Linked DNA regions of Sus scrofa: region 2 is linked to region 1. The links are chromatin contacts, called in public Hi-C maps. All regions are on one chromosome and are shown on one strand. Each heading gives the region's core, a stretch centred on a gene start, on an enhancer-like site or on the middle of the called end of the contact. The rest is flanking DNA. Distances are from core to core; before and after follow the strand shown.

The links. Hi-C and Micro-C count contacts between places; a contact is called where the count stands out from the background.
Region 2: a Hi-C map of liver shows a contact between it and region 1, with 4 times the contacts expected there. The contact joins two enhancer-like sites. A contact is called at or near these places in 4 of 47 Hi-C or Micro-C datasets (heart right ventricle, liver and skeletal muscle).

Annotation. Positions count from the first base shown.
Region 1 is chr3:14,620,328-14,627,193 of Sscrofa11.1, reverse strand. All of the region lies in intron 5 of AUTS2 (AUTS2, activator of transcription and developmental regulator), which reads right to left. Among named protein-coding and RNA genes, the nearest start is that of GALNT17, 400 kb to the left of the region's middle. Within about 2 kb of position 3,898, at least 8 of the 83 cell types and tissues checked have an H3K27ac peak or open chromatin away from gene starts, as enhancers often do. A contact at or near this core is called in liver, where this site is marked.
Region 2 is chr3:14,697,984-14,704,849 of Sscrofa11.1, reverse strand. All of the region lies in intron 5 of AUTS2 (AUTS2, activator of transcription and developmental regulator), which reads right to left. Among named protein-coding and RNA genes, the nearest start is that of GALNT17, 320 kb to the left of the region's middle. Within about 2 kb of position 3,154, at least 47 of the 83 cell types and tissues checked have an H3K27ac peak or open chromatin away from gene starts, as enhancers often do. A contact at or near this core is called in liver, where this site is marked.

The sequences.
Region 1 (6,866 bases), core at 2,649-5,148:
TTCAAAGCAGAATGCCAGGGTTACACAATATTATTTTTCCCCCTTCTTGGCTTTTTTTTTTTTTTTTAAACGTTGACCAGCACTTCTTCTAATTATTTTAGAGGGAAGAGGGGAGAGAGGAAATCAAAAGATCTGGTTCAAAACACAGCTCTGTCTTCCTCCTCCTGGGGTGAGCTTATCTCCTGTGAGATAATAAGCATGAAGTATCTGGCAGGCTGCAGGCACTCCCCAGACAATGGGCCAGGGACAAAAAGGCAGCAGCTATAGCACACGGGAGGCTGGCAACCTGCTGTCAGCGAAGGGTTAAAGCCCCCAGCATCCTCCAGCGCCCTGTCTGCCATTCCAGAAAGAACACAAAGCTCAGTGGGGCAGGGAGGAAACTCCCACAGGGTCCCTATTAAAACAGATCAAGTCACACATGTCGATACCCCCATTTCATAGATGCTGTAATTTGTTTGACAGGAGTGAATCCCGCTGATCCAAGTCAGGGCAAGGGGGGAAAAAAACGTGTGCTAGAAAAGAAGAGCCCCAGCAAGCCTGGTGTTCTCTGCATCTGGCCTTTAGAAGAAAGCCTGGAGTCCACCTGATCGGCGAGGCTTTGAAAATGGGGTGTTTCCCAAGCAGGAGATTGTCCTGAGGCAGATACACACGGTGTGTACGCACACACACACACACACACACACACACACACACACGGCGCACTGTTCTGATCGAACCGAGAGATGTTAGAAGAGGCACAATAAAGCCGTTTCCATCCCAGCGGAGAACAGGATCAAACCCCGCTCTCCGCGGTGCCGCTGATAAAGGCAGCGCCCGTGTTCTAACAAAACGCAGCGCGGCTGTTAGCGCCTTCCTTCCACTCTTGTTCTTCTTTTGTGTTTTCCTTTTTTTCTCGCTCATGTGCGCGCACTCTCTCTCTCTCTCTCTCTCCCCGTCTTTCCTTCTCTCTCCCTGTCTCTGTCCCTCGCCAAAGGCATTAAAAATAGATGAGAACCACTCCACCGAGCCTGGGGGGTGGGCGTGCGCATCCACTGGCCCCGCTTTGCTGGGAAAGCAGGTTTTGAACAAGGCCCCTGGCGCAGATGAGATGAGTTTAGTGATCGCAGTTTAATTCTTAATAGGGCACAGCGTGCTCTGCGGATATGCAACAGACAATATGGGGGAAACAGGCCTTTTTGGAACTGGTTTCTCCTCCTGGTTAATGAGGGTCAGGGGAGAAGGAAGGAAGAAACTGAGACGCTCAGTAAGACCCAGGAGGCCGACCCCTCCAGGGAGAGGCTGCTGGAGCAGGGCCAGGACCACCTCTGTGGGCCCTCAGGGCTGCTGGAATCACGGAAGGTTAGCGAGGAAGTCAAGAGCTGAGAGCATCCTCGGAGGACTGCCAGGCCCCCTCCCTCAACAGCCTCCTGGGGGAAGGGGACTTGCCCAGAGAGGCAGCAAAGCACAGGGCAAGTGCCTGGCTTCTCCAGAGGCTGCTCTGAGCGGCCGGAAAGCATGTAAACCCGTTTATCTCTGCGCTTCCTCTGACGGCGCGTCACAATCCTTAGGGGCGTCACGATCCTTTTGCCTTCAGTTTGTTTCCCTCATTTTCCAAGTTCTTAGAGGCCCAACATCTTCTGGAGATCTGAACCAGAAAGGCAGTCGTCTTCATCGAGAGAGTGGACACAGGCAGCTGCTTTGACGGAGGAAAATCCTCTGTGTTACATGTGATGCTTCACTTTCTCCGGAGGAAGGGTGTGGAGACAGCAGACAGCAAAGAACAGGACATAAACTTCCGGAAAAGTAGACCTCACCCCAAGAGAGATCAAAGCAGAAGTTGGCAGGGATGCTTCTGCTTTGCAGATAAAAAAGGGCTCTGCTTTTCCTTGAATGCAGGAGCTGCAACAGCCAGAGTGTGGCCATGAGAAAAAGGCCGAGGCAGCCTTGAAGGTGTTGGTTGGTATGGCTGAGCCACTGAAGCAATGACAGGGCCCGCCTAGCTGAGCATCCTTACAACCAGGTGAGAAAGATAAATCCTTCATTGTTTTAGGCTGCCGGTCAAGCGCTCCACTACTTGCAGCCGAATGCACTCCTAAGCTCTACCAAGGCCTAGACTGCCACTGGATCCTTTTTTTCCCCTCTCTCTCTCTTCACCTCTGGTCTCTAAGGAGGAAGTATGCTCCTTCCACTAATGAAAATTCTTCTCTGTTCTTAACCCCATCCCTTAAGACCTCCTCTGGGAGCTCGTTCCATCAATAATCCCATATTCCCTCTCCAATCATTCCTACAGCTCAACCTCAAAACATGTTCAGGTTTCTTTCATCTTAGACCCTAGTTCGAGGAGACTATCTTTGGGTTCAGAAAGCATGTTTACTTATGCTAAAGACTTTCGATTCTACCCTTGATCACTTGCTTGTTCATGTTTTCATGTGGCAACCATATACTGAGCACACAGAGTGTGCGAGGGACTCAATGGGATGCGAAACCAGATGTGCCCTTCCCCTTGTGGAGCTTAGGGTCATCAGGTCATCCCATCATAAACGCGAGCTTAAGGCTGCAGCCTCCCCGATCTCCACGAGTCCCCATGTGGACCCGGCAGCCACACCGGCCCCACTGGCTATCCCAGCCAAAGGGTGCCTCCCTCATCAGTCATGGGTAAGAGTGTGAGCGTCAGCCCAGACAGTGGGTGCGGCCCCTGCGTGCTCCCAGTGGTGCTGATATGATGCTGAGAAAGCTGAGCCCAGGGTCCTCACCTGCCGAATGGGGCTGAGGCTGTGCTGGCTTCGGATGACATGAGACACCGAGTCAAGAGTGCAGCGCAGTGTCTGGCACAGAGAACGCGCCTGCCAAAGGTTGGCCATTATCGCTACCGTTCTTGGTGGATGCAGAGGAACAGAGCAGGGAAAAGTCTGAAGAAGATGGACAGAAGTCACTTCATCTGGACTTTCCTTCTTTTCCTTTCTGGGGAAAACCTCCATTAAAAACCTGGTAAAATTAAACTTTAAGAACACTGCCTTTTGGCTTTGTCCCCAATCTCTTATCAGGACAACTGTATACCTGATTAAAACAGCCTAGTTGACCTCCACTTATGCCAAGTTGGGGCCACACACATGTTAGGGTCTGGATGACCCCTGTGTCGAAGAGATGTTTTTCACAGGTTCCTCCTTAAAAAAAAGCCACGAACATTGCAGGGCGTAGTTTTTGTAGGCTGGGCAGGAAGATCCTAAAATGTCCTAAGCCATGTCAGTGAGAAACTCTAGCATCTTTGTGCCCCTCAGGGAGCAGGGCTGAAGGAACTGCTCCCCCAAGGGCTCTCAGGACCCTGCCCTCTTGCTGCAGGATTCTGGTTCCAGTGAGGGAATTCTTGCTTCAGTCAAGGTTGTATCTAGCAATGAATGTACTGGGAAAGTGAGACCCAAGAGGTTTCTGCCTAGTGACTTTTTTCCCCTCCAGGTATTTATTTTCTAACGTGTACATACACAGCCAAGATCCCCACGTCTCCCTACTCCACCCCGCACCCCTGCCACCCACACCCCACATCCCATCATCCAAGGCAGATGGACAACTTTCAACTACAGGGGACTGAACCCGTCGAGGCATTTCCTTGGGTCACCCACCTAGAGGCTGGGAAAACAGACAAGGGGAAAGCGGTTCTGTGTGAATCCCTAGTGGAACTGGCCAGCCGTGGTTCCCCACCCAGCACCCAGGTTTTTTTTTATTTCTGGAGAGCCAGCCTGGTGGCCTGGAGCTGCCATGTCTCAGCTGTGCGTTCAGCCAGCGTCCAGGCTGGAAGGCAGTGCACCAAGCATGATGCATGTGATCTGGAGCTGGGTGGCCCCGGGTGCTGGTGCAGGCGGCCCTGGAGCTGGCTGGCCTCTGGGCCCGTGCCAGGCAGTCAGGCTGCCAGGGGAAGTAAGTGTGCTGAGCGTGAGAGCGCCAGCTGGCCGGGCCCTCTCCCTGGGGTGGGGGAGGCTGTAAGCACAGATTACCAGGGACTTTGTTCAGTTGTGCTGCTGGCTCCCCGAGGAGAGAAACCTCGCAGCCCTGATGCAGCCCTGATCAGTCCTAATGGGCTCTGATGCGCCAGACCCGGGCTGAGAAGGCCAGCACCACAGGGCACGTGCCCGAGAAGAGGACAAAGGCCACACCTTCGAAGCCAACAGCTGGCTAGGAACCTGACCAGGCAGGGCTCTCTGTCACACAGTTCGGTCCCCGCCTGGAGCCTGGGGGGCTGGTGTCAGCCGTCCCTACTCCCCGCTGTCGATGCCATAAATTACCACCCCGCCACCTCCGCTAAGCACCTTCCCGGGAGCCCCTGGAGTCCACTCAGCGACAAAAGAGAAACTCAAACTTTCCTCTGCCTCATTTCAAGGGCCTGTGACTGTGAAGTCACATGAGCCGCCACCACCAAGAAGTTGTCATGGAGACCGTGGTGGTGGCAGAACTGATGCTGGTCTCCACTTGCTTAAAAAAAAAAAAAAAGGAAGAAAAAAGGTAATTTAAATTTTTATGCATAAGACCAGTTCATTAGACTGAGAAATTAAATAGATCATTTCTTATTTTTTTTCCTCCCAGAGGGATCTCCGAGGAGCCCTGTAGACTGGCTTCTGCAAAAGTTTGGTAGGGGGCTTGGCAGTAATTCATCAGCTGGCCAGGGCGGATGCATAGCCTCTCTAGCCAGGGGTGTCTCTGACCCGGAACTAGTTTGTTTCAAGCATCAAAGGCACCCTCTTCCCTAGTTTCACGTCCAAGTCCCCAGTTCCTCTAATTCAGCCCGCCACCCACCTTCCCAGTGTCGCCTTGGGTGGAACGTCGCTCATTTGGAGCCTGGGCAAAAAGCCTTTGAGGAGTTTCCGTCACCTGTCGGTACCACGTGGACACCAATCAAAAACCAGCCTGTCCCTGGATGTGAATTCATGCTTTTGGAACCACAGGCAGGCGCCCCTTCAAGCCTGGTTTTACGACAAGGGTGATTAACCAGCCACGTCACCCGGACAGGACCACTCCGAGGAGCCAGAGAGCACGCTCCTTGAGCTTCATCTTGCTCCTTACGTGCATGGGTCTCTGCTTTGTTCCCTCTCTTCCCTTCCCCTCCTGTTTGGGGGGCCTACTGGTACCGCCCCCCCTCTGCGACTGACATGCCGGCATCTAGATCCTCTGGGCTCCGCCAAGAGCCCCCTCCCTGTCGGCCTCCTCCTCTCCATCCCTGGGGTCACCACTGTCACAATGGGACTCATCGAGGCCAAACCCCCCCGGCAACCCTCCCCTCCGCTCTCCTGTGGCCCGCCTCTGAAGTCCCCAGCCTGGGAGGAGGGAGACTTAATGAGTTCTCACCAGGGTCAATCTCTAACAAAACACACCTAACACAATGCCCTCCTCATCTCCTTTCATAATATGTAGGCAAGCTGTCATCAGCATCTACTGTGACACTCCCGAAAATCTAATATGACTTGCCAAAGAGCTCTCTATATTCTGGGAGGAAACATCCCTACAGCCTTGATTTCAGTGGTTCAATCTGGAAAGGGATGACGCACATGTAAGGCAGGAGAAAAAAAGGCATGCACACACACATAGACGTACATACAGATATATGTCTATATGCCTCTCCAACCTCTTTTCCTCTTGCTATTCTGGGGCTTGTCTTTAATGAGCAGCTCCAAATGACAGCTTTAATCACTGCCTCTGGCCACTGAAAGAGGCCGCTAATGATAGGAAAGAACATAGGGCCATTTGCATCAATCAGCTCCAGTCTAAATCACTTTTTATGATAATGCACCCAAGCGAAGAAGAAAGTCTCTGATGTCGCCTGCATGATGATGTACCACTGCGCTGTCTCCCCAGTTCAGACCTCCACATAAATCTCTTAAAGAGGCACGCACCCCACCCAGGACTGCCTGCCACTGCCCTCATTTTCTACACCATTAATGATCCACCACCAGGGCAGAGTCATGAGGGGCGAGGCAATCTGTTCCTTTAGTTCTTAGCCTTGGGAATACACCCGCTGGAAAAAAACCATATATATGCGTGTGTGTGTGTGTGTGTGTGTATATATATATATATACATAAATAAAAAGGTGTGGGAGGAGATAAATGCTGACCGCTTAGAAGAGACTTATTTATGACATCATTTCATTCTGTTTTTGTTTTTTTTTTTTTTTAACCTCTCAAACAAAAATGAAGGGGGGTGCATTGCCAGACTTGACTATTTGCTAGTCCTTGAAATGCAAGGCCACACTGTACGATGACAAGAACAATGGGTCGGGAACTCTGAAGTCTGGGTTCCAGCCTGGGCTGCCTGGGCCCACGTGACCTTGGGAAGGTCCTGTTAGGGTCCCTGAGCCTGACTGTCCCCAGTCTAAAGGGCAAGACCAGATCCCATCCGAATGTCACACCCAAGGGTAAAATGCTCGGCCTCTAAGACTGTCGGAAGAGCTGATTTCTACGTCTGGAATCCCATTCTGTGGGGCAAAAGGCTGATGCTCATCTTCCTGGACAATGGGTCTGAGCAACCTCGGCTCTTGACGTGAGATGCACCAAGCAGCTCTCTTTCACAGAGGCTCCTTGGAGATGCTGCCTGGTATTTTGCATCAAGTACAAAAATTATTAAACAACTGCATAGTAGATTCTGATGCTGAGATGTTTCAAACAAGGGAATTTTCTAATGATGTGTCCTGAGCAGAATTAAGAAGTCCAGGGCTCCTTTCCTACTTCCCCCAAACTAAAAAATCTGTTAGCAGCTGGGGTCCTCTGTTCCCTCCTAATTGTCACCGATGTCTTCTGCTGCTTTAAGCATAATAACATACACACACACACACACACACACACACACATACATACTCCAGAGAGTTTCTAACTTATTGTCTGTATATGTGGGGAAATGCTGATAA
Region 2 (6,866 bases), core at 1,905-4,404, 78 kb before region 1:
TTACTTTATACAGAGATGCATGTTTCGACAAAGCAGCACAGAGTGTTGAATAAATCCAGGAGAAATCTAAGAAATAGGGGGAGGGGAGGAGTCTGCACTACAACATATTCTGACCCTGGAGCTGGCTTTTGGGGACAAAGGAGATATTCAATTTAGTCTTTTCGTGTTATGGTGACAAAGAGGAGATATTCCTGTGTGTTATCCGGGGAACAAGTTCCAGTTCTCACTGCAGGTGACACAGAACGACATACAATACTGTCATTACCACTATGTCCCCTTTATTTCAAGTCTCATCTTCCTACTGTAAGGGTGGTTCCCACGACTAATACATAGATCAAGAAAAAATGAATGTATGTGCAAAACAAGTGTTGAACTGTATACATTTATACATAAGCAGTTTAAAATAAAAGAAAATAAATCCTAGATAGATGTTTCCTTTTGTTTTGCATGAATATAAAATACGCTGAGGGCCTTCATGACATTTTAAACCTGATGATATAAATTGTATATGGTAGTATGTTTTCATAAAAACAAATGGCCAAAAAAACTGTTGCATGGAAGGGGGAAACAAGACATGCCTTAAAGACATCGAGAATATGTAGGTGTGAAAGCAAAAATTATAGGAATAGCGTTGCTGTATTGTAATGTTATAGTGAGATTTCTAGGAACACGAGTTTCCCAGCTGAAAACTTGGAGATAAGAGCAGTTCACTGTTCTTCAGTGAAAAAGTGTCCTTTTTCAAATTGTTCACATTGGAATGGCGACGTTACAGTCACAGCTTAAATGGCAGTGGATTATTTTTTTAAGGAAAAAGGCTGTTAGTTAAATCATTCTACACCAAACTGAAATAACTCTTGCAGATTTGGGAACTACCTATTAAAATGAGTCTAACTGGCCCAAAGAAATGTGGAAACAAAGCACTGTACCCACAATACAGAAAGCACGGGGAAGCAGAGGAAAAGGTTCCCCATCCAGCTTTTATTTGCACTTGGGGTGTGTGTGTGTGAGAAAGAGAGAGAGATGAAATAGGACAGAAGCTGGCTAGGAAGAGGCCCTTTGGCTGTCTTGCACGCCCCTACACAACCTCCTTGGTTGGGGCTGCCACCCTTGTCAGTTCTTTGGCCTCCACACCATATTCTCAAGTAGCCAGTCAAGTGATCCTTATGTCTGAAGCAAACTTAGAGGAGGTGATTATTATGATGCCAGCCAGTAAATTATTAAGGAAATAAATCCGACAGAATATTTACGGCGACCTGGGAGTATGCTAATAAAAGCTCTTCCAGCCCTTTAATTTTCTGATACATGCCTTGCAACTGGGAAGGAGGCAGGGGGTCTCAAAAAGGCCTCCATGTAAAAACACCCAGAAGAAACGAGGGCAGCGGGCTCAGGCTAATCATAAAATGAGCTGCAGCATTTCTTTCTGCCGCCCAGGTGGTTCCAACCATGGCGGACCACTGTCCTGAAAAGTCAGAAAAGAGCTTCTCAGCCCGAGTCTGAAGCAGGAACTACGAGAACATTCTCAGCTTTTTCTCCCTGAACTTTCAGATTCTACTTGCGCTTGAAAGCATTTGAACAAATTTGTGGTTCTCTGGATCTTAATCTTTGGGATGTTTTCTTTTTCACTGTTTTTAGGAAAAAGTCTGCAATTCCTTACATTACCTGGAACATTTTCCTGCCCCCCCCCTTTATAATCAGCAGTTCGGCTAATGGAAACGTGCCGAGCCGAGACTTAGCTAGCGAGCAGATCCTCTCCTCTCCTTTATTTTTTTACCACGGGGGCACCTCTACATACTAACGACTTCAGGTTTTGCTCGCCATTTCGTTTCATCCCCCTCGCTCGGTTTCGGAGAGTGAGGGCGTGAAGTGGCTGCATCTAGAAAGGATAGAAAAACAAAGCTCCCTCTTGGCTGTTTTTTATGGGGGGGGGGTTAATACTGAAAAATTGCTAGACGCCGTAGTTGGTGTTTAAAGAAAAGTTAAATAAGTCAAAGAGATTGAAGGAAGGAACACGGAGAATGAGGAAAACGAATAAAAGCCTTCGGAGGAGCAGACAGGGGTGGGACGCAGCCTCTCCTGTTAAAGGTCCACCTTCATTCCCTTCGCTCGCGGACCCCGCGGACGGCCCTCCGCACCCGCACCCGCACCCGGAGGGGCTTTGCAACCAGAAAAGAGAAACCTCCCCGAAACTTGGGTGCGAGTTCTTTGCCCAGCGGCCGCGATCCCAGCCCAGCTCTCCTTTCGCTTCCCTGGGCACCGCGCGTGCGGGCCAGGATCCCGACCTCTGCGCGGGGAAGCGCTACCCCCGGCACCGGTAGCGAGCGCAGCGCCCAGAGCTCTAGCCCGAGCGGGTGCCAGGCCCCGGCCGGAGGCAGGCGCAGCCCCTCGGGGCGGCTCCGGTCCCCGGGCACGACCGCGTAGCTCCGGCCGCTCGCGCCGCCGCTCCCCGCCGGAGCCCGGCGGGCCAGGGGAGGAAAGTACAAAGGCGGGCGACCGGGCCGCGGAGGGAGGGCGGGCGGCGGGAGGGAGGAGGGGTGGCGGCGGGGGGTTCGGGCGCGCCAGACGCGAGGAGCTCGCCCCTGCCACCCCTGCCCGCCGGCCCGGCCGCCGCAACAAAAGACCCCCGGCCCGCCGCTCCCTCCCGACCACCGGCGGCAAGCGAGGGAGCCGCGCCCCCGGGGCTGCATTACCTGGTCGTAAAGGGTTAAGCAGTCCTGTCAGCCCCAAGTTCATGGTTTGGTTCCAGAGCAAGGCTCACGATGGGGGATCGTCAGAGACCAGGGGGAAAGCCAGCCAAACACACGAAGAGAAAACGCCCAACTCCGACCGGGCTCCGTCCGCGCGAGTCTCTCCTTTCCAGGTGAAAGTCTGAAAGCGGAGGCACGCCAACCAAATCCGTACGGGCGGCAGCTCCGGGGCGGCCGAGCGCCAGCGCCTGCACACATCCAGCGCGGCCGAGGCCAAGCGGGCGGCGGCGACGGGCGGGCGGCCGGGAGGGAGCGCCCAGCCGGCGCTCGCCCGCTGCCTCCGGGCGGCTCCGGCGGCGCGCGGGGCCGCGGGGCACGGCGGGGACCGGAGGGGCGTCCCGGGCGGGCCGGCGAGCGGGCGAGGCGGAGAGGAGCGGCCCGAGCCGCGGCCGCGGCGCGCGGAGCTAAGAGCGAGGCGGCGGCGGCGACAGGACAAAGGAGACCATGTGCGGAGGGGAGGAGGGAGAGGGAGGAGGAGGAGGAGGGCGCGCGGCGGCGGCGGCGGCGGCGGCGGCGGCTTCTCCCCGGCGGCCGCCTCGGGCTCCCCGACTGCCGCTCCCGCCTCTCCAGCAGCACCGCGGGCCGACCAGTCCCGGTCCCGGTCCCGCCGCCACCGCCGCGGCGCTGGAGGAGACGCTCTGGGAGTCTTTATTCGGAGCCGATCTCACTGGCGCGCGGCGCGGGCGGCGCTGCAGCGGCCGGGGCGCCGGGCGGGCTACGCGGGGCCGGCGGCGCCTCCCGGCCGGAGCTCGCGGGCGGACGGGCAGCGCCTAGGGCTGGCTCGGCTCCGGCCCGCGCTCCGCTCGCGGGCGCCTGCCTCTCCCGCCGGCTCGCCGCTCAAGTAAACTCCATCGGCCGCCGGCGCCGCGGGTTCCCTGGCTGGACGGGTGGCGGGAGGGGGCGGCGGCGGCACAGGGGCCCCTCGCTCCGGACTTCGCTCCCCGACTGCGCCGAGCGCGCCTCCTCCAGACGCTCGCAGCTCTCGGAGCGGGACTTCCTCGGCGCGCCGAGCCCGAGCCGCCGGTGCCGCCGCCCCTCCTCCGTCCCGCCCCGCGCGCCCCGCCCCTCGCCGCCCCTCCTCTCGGCCCCGGCGCCGGGTCGGCCCCGCGGGGGCGCAGTCCCCGGGCTCGGCCTCGACAGCTGTCGCTTCCCCCTCCCACCCCCGCGGCTCGGGCCCGAGGTCCCCACGGCCGCCTTCCCGGCGGGCGGGCGCGGCGGGCACTGCCGTGTCCTCCCCGCAGCTGCGGCTTCCACGACTGCGCCGCGGCAGGGAAAGGCCACTAGGCCCACAGGCTGGGGCTGTATTGCCACTAGGCCAGTCACATCTGCAGAGAGCCAGCTCTCAGGGTAGTTGTGATGAGAAATGAGAAAGTAAGTTATGGAAACCACCTGGCACATAGTAGGTGTTCAATAAGTACATTGTTGAAAATGGAGGCGGGGGGGGGGTGCGCAGCCAGAGTCTAGTATTCGAAGAAAGTACTTAATCCAACCTTATCCCCGCCTGGTCAAAGGCTGAACACAGCGGCTCAAGGATACCAGCGCATGAAGTGGCCGTTACAAGTGCCCCTCCCCTTAGTCCTCAAATCCACTGTCATTTATACACCTTCCATCCACAAATGTGGCGCTGGTTGTGACCGCCAGATGCAGGGAAAGGATTAAAGCAAAGCCACAGCCTCACTGAATGCACAATTACTATCATCCTAACATTTACCGTCATGTGTTCTCTAGCGCCCTGTGTAGCGCCTGCCCGAAAGGGGTGGCGGGGAGGGCGGAGGTGCTCAATGACCACAAACTTGGCCCCTAGTGGATGCCCCTGAGCAACACACGGGCAACCAGAGCGCCAAAGCTCCCTTCTGTCCAGTCTGGTGGGCCCCTGGCCAGAATTCTGGCCTCCTTACGCTACTACCCCAACCACAGAGGCCCTGCAAGAGTACCAGGCCATACCTGGGGGCAAGGAGACACCCCCCCCCCCGCAAACATCTGGAGTTTTCATTCCCCATCTGCAGCTTGGCAGGGTCCCTCCTTGGTGCATAGGAAAGGTTGCTGAGGTTTTCTCAGCACAGGGCAAACAGGCCAGCAGAGACCTAGGTTGCAACTGGGAGGGTTCTAGGGTAGAGCCAGTGGGTGAGAGCTCCTGATTTCCCTTCAGTGCCACGGTCACCTGGAGTGCTACTGGGAAAGAGGAAAAAGGGACAGGGCTGGGAGAGATGTACATCACATACAAATGACATGGAGACTGGTTTCAAGCAGCAATGTCCATTCCTCACCTCTTTGAAGTTGAACATCCATCTCTGCTTGATTTCACGGCCCTCTCGAGAAAACCTCTCCAGGGAAAAAAAGTGGGTGCCTGCCGTATGGCATAATTCTTCTCCAACTTCCAAATACAATTAATTTCAGAAGTAAGAGGCACTCTCTCTCTAGTTTCACAACACCTCCCCCAACCCAAATGGTAGCACTGTGGGGTGTTTCTACCAATTTTTTTTTTTTTTTTAAAGATAGGTAACAGATTTTTCTCTACCCTGACTCCCAAAGAAATCCAAAGAAAAGGTGCCTTGGAAAGTGTGAATTTGGAGCTGGATTTTCCAGTTGCTTAAGAGCTGTCTCAAAAACAGCCAAAAAGAGTTCTTGTCATGGCTCAGCCGTAACGAACCCAACTAGTATCCATGAGGACACGGGTTCAATCCCTGGCCTCACTCAGTGGGTTAAGACTCTAGCGTGGCTGTGAGCTGTGGTGTAGGTCACAGACATGACTCAGATCCTGTGTTGCTGTGGCTGTGGATTTGACCCCTAGCCTAGGCACTTCCATATGCCACAGGTGCCACCCTAAAAAAGCAAAAACAAACAAACACACACGAAAAACCTGCCAAAGCCCTCAAGAAGCCAGCGGGCATTGATTCTGAAGCTGTTTCTACGATACCAACATAGCTCAAAGGCAAACATTACCTTTTCAAGAAAAGACATTAAAATGTTTCCGAGCAATCAAAATGGGACAGTTTTCTTGTCTTGTTTGCTAATAAAATCAATATTACAGGGAAGAAATTGCCAGGTCCCCTACAGGATAAACTGAGACGCACAAAAGTGTGGGCAACTTAGGTGACCAGCTCAAACAACCACTTAGCCCTCCAAGGGCTTTCATCAGGCAGCACTGCTGACACCTGCCACGCAGCACATTGGATTGTCATCTCTGATTATCAGGGATTAGACCTCAGATGAAAGCCTGGGACAGATCTGCAGGCGTCTCTGTATCTTGATTATCTGTAATCAAGAGGAATGCAGAACCGCCAAGAGATTAGCTTCTGGAGAAGCCGCAGACAGGGCCTCTGCACCCCAGCATCCATATGCAGGCCCCCTGCACCCCACCGGCGCCCCTTGCCCTGGCACAGTCGCATCGCCACTTCATTCCTCAGCCTCTCACCAGACACACCAATGAGTCCATTCTAATTGGGTTCCAAGCTTCTCTCTTCCCTCTCCTTTCTGGAAGGGAGGGAACCAATGTCAAAATTGGAAGGGAGTAGCTACAGCCAGCACCAGAAGTAGAAAGAAGGAAGACAAGACAAAAGGAACATCCACACACTGGGTAACTGGATCCTGGTCAGAGATCTGACTTGCAAGAATCAAGAATTATTATTATTTTTTCTTTATGGCTGTGCCTATGGCAATCAGAACTTCCCAGGCCTAGGACTGAACCCCAGCCACGGCAGGGACAATGGCAGATCCTTAACTGCTACACCACCAGGGAACTCCTCCCCCGCCCCCGCCTTGAGAAACTTAGCTTCCCCGTATTGGAATTTTAATCTAAAGATTACAAGGTCAAAGGCTGGAAGCCGTCATGTCTGTTATATTTAGAAGACTGGACATACTAGGAACTAGTGGCTTCCTATTGTCACCTTCGGTCTGAATCAGATCTAAGAAGGGCAAGTCTTAGAAATGGGAGGCCCTTACAGGAGGCAGGTAGTAAACTTATGGATTCAATGGTCCTTACAGTGTTCGATCAATGACTGCAGGAACAAAACCAAGCTTTTTTTTTTTTTTTTTTTTTCTTAAGGCCACGCCCTCAGCATACGGAGGCTCCCAGGCTAGGGGTCTAATCAGAGCTGTAGCCGCTGGCCCACACCACAGCCA